Linked DNA regions of Mus musculus: region 1 is linked to region 2. The links are chromatin contacts, called in public Hi-C maps. All regions are on one chromosome and are shown on one strand. The core of a region is the stretch at or near the end of the contact, and the rest is flanking DNA. Distances in the headings are between cores, read along the strand shown. Region 1 has its middle 56 kb from the start of Rps6ka3. Region 2 holds the start of Rps6ka3 (ribosomal protein S6 kinase polypeptide 3).

Region 1 (3,472 bases), core at 203-2,702, 56 kb after region 2:
TGAGGTCAATCCTAGTGAGTTCCAGGCCAACCTGGGATGAAATTGCTTCTGTTTCAAAAAGCAGAAAAAATAGTAGAAAGGGCATCTGCATAGTTTCCTGGGCTTTTTCCTACTGAAATGTTTTATTTCACTTTATTTCTATGTACTTTATCAATCCATCCATCCATTCATCTATCCATTAATTTATCTACCCATTTCTCTACCGTTTCTCCCCCAGTATTTTACTAAATCACAAGAGTAAGTTGCTTTCAACATGTCTTTACTCTTAAATATTTTTGTATGAGTTTTCTAAAACCTAACCACAGCAGAATTATTATAATCTCTTATCACCTTAATATTGATATCACACATTTATTTGGTCCTTATACCACTTTTGTCAGTTGATCTGACAATGTCCTTTATGACAGCATTTCCCTGCAACATAGGATTTGACTGTTGGATCCTTTATTACTCTTAATTATCACGTTTTTTCCGTCTCCTTAAATCTGCAACACTTCAACAGCCTTTCTTTGTTTTTTATAATATTGTTATTGTTCACATTGACCCTCAAGCCCTCTTTTTAAAGAAATTAGAACTTGTTGTGAAGTTTTAGTCATTAATGACAGTATTTTAAATTTTGCAATGCAGGACCTTCTGTTTTATTTTTTCACAATACTTTTCTCCTTAGTTAAGTAGAGCTAGAGTGGAAGAGGAAATCACAAATCTCTTTCTCCTCTAGCTTCTGCTGGCTTGCAGGCTGAAGAGGAAGAAAAGTCAATAGAGGAAGCGAGAGAGTAAACTGAGAAGTTGAAATCAAAGTGGTGGGCCGCTGACTCTTGACTGTGGTGTGACTCTGAACTCAAAGCGTTTTTTAGAGACAGCATTCAACATAGTTAAATAAAATTGCTATGCTATAGGAAAGGAAGGCATTAGTAATTTCCGTTGACTATGAGTAGAAACAGAGACACTGACAGGCTCAGTAACGTTTATGCTTTGAATCTGAGACACAGTGATGGATAGTAGAAATAGAACTGATATAAAGAAGGATATTTGAGTCTATTTACTACTGTTGTTGTCAAATCAGTCTGTAAATTGAGCAAGTCATATCACCCCCAAATCTTGGTGTCAGGGTTTGAAGTGGACTCATTTTACTCTGCTTCCTTCAGTGGGTCTATGATTCATTGGTAACAAATTCCAGCATACTTTAGATGTGTATTTATGAATACTGGGCTAGCCACTGTAGATGTAATGATGAGTAGAGCCCAGTTTTTGTTCTCAGGGAGCTTCCAGATATTGGTGGGGAGCAGACATTTGACCAAAGAATTTAAATCCATGGCAATAAGAATCACTTTCAAGTACACAGCCAAGAGAGAAAGTAAACAACTATGTGTGTGGGTGGGGTGGGGGGAACATATGCCATTACACATTCATAGAGGAAGTGACTGTGGTTGTTGAACTGAGTCTTAAAGTGGGTACAGGGCAGTCAGGCAAGAGCTGCATGGATGTTTGCAAAACCAATGTACTTTCAATCTGCTGTATACAGTGTACCAGAGATAAAGTCAGAGTAATAAGGCTAAAAAGATAACTGGGGGTGGTAGCACTGTAACTGGGTGTTGTTTCCAAGTAGAGAAGAATTAGAGGCTGTGAATGAAGGAAGGGATTAGACTTATGGAAAGACCAGTGTTGATAAAAGGTAGGATCATAGATAAAGGACTAAGAGTGAGGAGAGGAAGCAGTAGAGGATTTGGAGGCTTATTTAGGTCGAAGACTTGAGACCTAAGAAAGTTTACTCATTGACTGTGGCAGCAGGTAGGAAGACAGCATACGAATTCCACACTTCGGATTTGCTAGTTGACTGAACTGTGGTGCTATTTATTGCAACTGGAAGTCCTTAAGGAGACGCTGGATTGGAGGATGCGTAATGAACCCATTCTGTCTATGTTGGCCTTGAAGAATATGTTGGACATCGTACAAACTGACTTGAAATTCAAGAAAGAAACACAGGATGGAGACATATTTAGTTGTTAGATGTATTAGCAGTTGTATCTAGGGACAGTGAAACTTTAGAAAGGACTGGGGCCAAGAAGGAAGAACATAAAATCACTTGCTATTAGATCCTGATTCTTATTTGACGAGATCTTTCTAGCTGTATTGTATCAGCCAAATAATACCAATCTCCCTTTTCCCCCACTTAAGGTTGATGTCAACTTGTGGGAATTTGAAATTAAAAATCTAGCTGATGGATATTCTACCCTGGGAAACACTAGGAAGAACCATTTGCTAAGCTTCCACTGCCTTTCTTGCCATAATAGTTATAAGTTGCTTGTTACTATTGATATGATATGTGGATATATCTGAATATATGATATTGATATATTATACAAAACGAATCAGCATCCTCTGTGCTGTCTCCACTTTGAAGTGTCTTCAGTATGAACACTAAAGAGCGTTTTAATTAGTTGTGGAGAGGACTGAAATACAACTGAAGGTCTCTGATTCTAAATTATACCTATGTCAACCACTGAGGCTTCTATTTGACCTGGTATTTACCTTCCAACAGACCAGAGACCAGGCCAGTGGTAAAGGTGGGTAGAGAGGGGGAAACAGAATTGTGTGTTGAAGAATTTGTGAAACCATCAGGGTCTTGGTCTTTTGATTACTGCTTATCTTCAACACTAAATCTGAAATCGAAAAGTCCGAGAGGAACTCAACTATTGATGGTGTGATCTCAAACCTGTATCTCCCAATTACACCATCCTTGAGAAGGCTCTCAATACTCATTCCTTAACTAGGCAGAATAGACGTTCAGAATAGAAGGAAGCAGCAGAATTTCTCAGATAAGTCAATGACTGGCTCAAGCTAGTTCTTAATGAGTGAGGCACCATAGAAGAGTCTAGTCTGAATGAACAAGATGTCAAGTTACCTTATACTTCCATTTTCTCTCAAATTAGTCAATAACTCATGCAAACTCTATAAAGGGTACAGGGATAAAGACAGACAAAATTTCTTCTGCATTTCTTAGTGATATTGGCAGTCTGAAAACAATAGGTTGTCTCTTAAGACAAATGTGTCTTAGAGTAGTAGGTCCATTTTAAATCCCATAACTAATAAATCAAGGCTGTGCTGTAGATAAGGGCCAAGTCTACTGTAAATTTTAAAAAAGTCTGGCACATAACATCTTTTTATTTTTTCTCTCTTCCCCACTGCCCACATAACATCTTTTCATTCAGGACTAAAGCACAGATTTGACCCTTTAAATTCTTCTTGCTGGGGGGTACCACCAGGCAATTGCCTGTTATCCGTATGTACACTGTGTGTTGCAAGACTCTCTTACTTATGGGGCCAGTGAGATAGTCCAGTGGGTAAAACCACTTATTGAGTAACCCGGAGACCTGAGTTTGACCCCTCCCCCCAGAACCCACCATGGAAGGAGAAAACACACTCTTGAAAGCTGTCTTTTGCTTCCACATGTGCCCTCTCCACTCCACACTGT
Region 2 (3,522 bases), core at 786-3,285:
CATACTGTTTTTCCACACTACCCATTCAAATGACGGTTAAGCATTCTAAGTTTAACTTTATTATTAAAGATTTATAGTATCATATTGGCTCTAAATTCAAATAAAATTCTTGTATTCTGCCAGTCGTAAAAACACGATTTCCTTTTTTACACCAGCCTTTCCTTTAAAAAAAAAAGTAACATATACCTATGTCTTTGCTATTTTAGAACAGCATTATCCAGTAGTAAATTATTAAGCATGAACTTGTAAGCTTTATTACAACTCTTCCTGCATTTAAGAACAAGTAAATATTTTTATATGGTAGTGGAGGTGACAGGGGAGAAAAATTAGAAAAAACGATCTGAACGGATTCCTCCCTCCCCCTCTCCCCCCTCCCAGAGAATGTCAGCGTCCCGCATCTCACACCAAACTGAGCCCGAGTTTTACTGACGTAACCAGTAACCCTACCCACCTCTCACACTGCGGAGGCCGATGGGGGCAGTGGCTGCCGCCAAGTACACCACTCATCAGAGCCTGCCCCATTCCACCCCCGCGTTTCAGTCATGCTTTCCAGAAATGGGGTCACTCGCTCAGTAACTATTACACACACCCAGCCTATCATTCTGTAATCCCCTAAAGTCCGCTGCGAGGATAGAATTCAGCGAAAAGTCAAGAAAGAGGAATCACAGACGCGCCACCATCAGGAACTGATTTTCCACTCTGGAGAGGAGCGCTGATACCCTGGAATGGATCTTGTCTGCATTATTTTTTTAGATCGCCAGTTGATTCTGGGACAGTGGCGGCTGTGAAAAGCTCGGTGCTGGGATGTGTCCGCGGAAATTCTGTTTTGCCTTGTTTGGGTATACTGTTTGGGTTTCTGACACTGGGGTGGGTATCTCAGGGCCGATCATCAGATCCCGGGAGAGGAAAATCAGATAGCCCTTTTACAGCGTCCGCTGATCTCCTTGAATTTCACCCGCTCACCTCCATGGACAGGAAGCAAAAGTTATACTGGGGTCTTCCAACTCAGTGACCTCAAAACCTAGGAGTAGGGGACCTAAGGCGCTCCGTTTTTCTTTTGCAGCAGCGGCAGAGAGCGCTGCGGCAGACTGACCGGGGTGTGGGGGGATCCCTCAGTCCTGGACCCCTTACTCAAAACCCTCCCGGCTTGGCTCGCCCACCTTGCCCTGTGGGCGCCCGTCTCCCTGTAGCAAACCCCTCCGGCGGCCAGACTGAAGTCTTGGCTCCTGGTGAACCGAATCCAAAGTCTCTAAGATTCCGGAGAAGACCCTAGAGCCGGCAGGGCCAAACTTCCCAACTCCCCGCCGCCGGCTCCTGCTTTGCCTCCTGCTTCCCCCACGCAAAGTTGATTAAAACAGGCTCTTTGCAAAGCCTCAGCGCCCACTCCAAACCCCACGCGCCGCCACACCGGCACCCCCCAACCCCAAAAGCAGGGAGAGGCGAGGGTGCGGGAAGGAGACACAGACAGATCGGCAAAGCCCAACGACCCAAAGCAGAATCTCGCCCCGGGAACAAGATGTGAGCCGGCGGCGGAGGTGGTCTAAGGGGGGCAGCTCCGGGGAAGAGAGCTAGCGCCGGCGGGGGCGTGGGGAAGGGGCGCGCCTGCCCTGCCGCACGGCTGCACTCACCTCCGCGCTGTCGGAAGGGCTCTCCACAGCCATCTTCTGCCACGGGTCCGCCAGCTGCGCCAGCGGCATCTTTCCCCCCCTCCCCGGCCCGCCGCCGCCTTCACCGCCTCCTCCCTCCCCACCCGCCCCACAGCCGGCTCGGCTCCTTAGCCACTCGAGCTCCAAGGCAGAGCCGAGAAGCAGCAGCCGGGCAGCCGCGGCTCCCCCGAGAGCGAGCTCGACGCCGACGCCGACGCCGACCACCCGAACGCCCAGCGCCTAGCCACAGCCGCCCGCACTCCAAGCGAGAGCCTTGCGCCGCCGCCAGGCACCAGGGCTCGCCCCTTTCTTCCTCTCCTCCTTCCGCCGCCCGGACTACGGCTCCGCCCCCCGCCTCCCCTCCCCGCCGCTTCCCGCGCCCGATCCCAGCAGAACAGCGACGGCCGCGCGCTCCCCCACTTCCGCTCACAACATGGCGTCTAAGCGATACCTGTCTCTCTAGAGCGAGGCTGGGCGGCCTCCGCCACCACCGCGCGCACCCAGGGGCGGGGCCAGTGCCGGACACGCCCCCTGGCTGGCCGCTCGGCGCCGCCCCTTTTCCACCTCCTACCCCTTCCTCCTCCTCCTCCTCCTCCTCCTCCTCCTCCTCCTCCTCCTCCTCCTCCACCTCCTCTCTCTAGCCTCAGCTTCTGGGCCTCGCCTACTTTCAGGAAGGGCGAGCCCAAAAAATTTGGGGGCGTTGGCGGGAGATGGGGTGGGGAGAGAAATGGGCTCTGCGGGGCGGACGAGGTGCCTTTGACTGCCACGAGTCCTAACAGCTCGGAGACTAGTTGAGAATAGGAGAGCAGAGGGGTTCGCGCTCAGCTGGTGAAGCTGGGCAAGGCGCTGGGGGCGCAGTCCGGTGGTAGCAGCCCCAGGCGGAGGCAGGAGGTGTCTTTTCGGCCTTTCTCCTCCAGGGGTGCGCGTGGGCGCGCCTAGGCTATGGGCACATCCCCTCCTGGCCCAAGACTCTCCTCCTTCAGGGTCACAAGCTGGGTATTCATTCACCTGACCCCTTTTCTCCTGCTTGGACGGGGACTCAAGAGGCTTCTTTCCCGGGAGCTAGCCACACATACGTACGTTCGGCTCCCAATTTGATTCAAAGCTTTTCGAGTTGACTCTCGTGTTCAATGTTTAGTACTTTGGAAATTTTTCGTCCCACCCTACCTCCGCCCTAATAACCCTTCCCAAGTGCATAGAGCCCTCGAGTTTCGGCCCAGACTGTCACACTCCTCCCTTGCTACCTAAAGCTTAAAAGAAAACAGGTTCCTTAAGGTTGCCCTTCTTGGCAGAGATTAAGGAGTTAGTAAAAATATCTTCTAGGCAGGAGCGCGGGGTTCCTGCTTCTCCGTTGACTTTAAATAAAAGATTAGATTTTTTTTTTTAAATCAAGCTGGTCGTAGGCGGAGGAGAAAGGGAGGGGAGGTTGTGACTCCTCCTCCTGCCCGAGAAGAGGAAGCCCTAGGTTAAGGGAACCCAATCCTCAGTCGGCAACGGAGCCACAGAATTCTAAGAGTTCGAGAATTAATGGCTGGGCGCTCTGAGTGGATTCCGGGAAGGCTCAGTCCTGGGTTCTCGAGCCCGCTGCTTAGATGCGCTGAGTATGTCTGGGATGTGTAAAAGTCGCTGGGCTGAGTGGAAAGCTACTGCAGCCCCTGGCTAACCGCCCTGCATCGGAAAGAAACACACACACACACACACACACACACACACACACACACACACACACACACACACACACACACACACACATCTCAGGCCAGCTTGTCTACCCAGTCCACATATCTCAGGCCAGCTTGTCTCCCCAGTCCCCAAGGCCTGGAGGGAGGCATCTCTAGCCTCCCACGCTTGGCTACCACAGCGCGTCCCCCCGCTG

Evidence for each region. Hi-C and Micro-C count contacts between places; a contact is called where the count stands out from the background.
Region 1: a Hi-C map of peritoneal macrophages shows a contact between it and region 2, with 2.6 times the contacts expected there. The contact joins the enhancer-like site here to the promoter of Rps6ka3 in region 2. A contact is called at or near these places in 2 of 15 datasets of contacts at CTCF or cohesin (large pre-B cells and pro-B cells), 28 of 484 Hi-C or Micro-C datasets (B cells, the Ba/F3 cell line, CD4 T cells and 17 more), 8 of 115 datasets of contacts at active chromatin or transcription factors (CD8 T cells, the SCID.adh cell line, bone marrow-derived dendritic cells and 5 more) and 1 of 9 other capture datasets (liver).

Annotation. Positions count from the first base shown.
Region 1 is chrX:159,197,606-159,201,077 of GRCm38.p6, reverse strand. No RefSeq gene overlaps it. Among named protein-coding and RNA genes, the nearest start is that of Rps6ka3, 56 kb to the left of the region's middle. Within about 2 kb of position 1,452, at least 51 of the 459 cell types and tissues checked have an H3K27ac peak or open chromatin away from gene starts, as enhancers often do. A contact at or near this core is called in B cells, CD8 T cells, CD8 central memory T cells and 12 more, where this site is marked.
Region 2 is chrX:159,254,295-159,257,816 of GRCm38.p6, reverse strand. Rps6ka3 (ribosomal protein S6 kinase polypeptide 3) reads right to left here and starts at 2,035. Exons shown (of 22, transcript NM_148945.2): 1 at 1,629-2,035. The coding sequence starts at 1,697.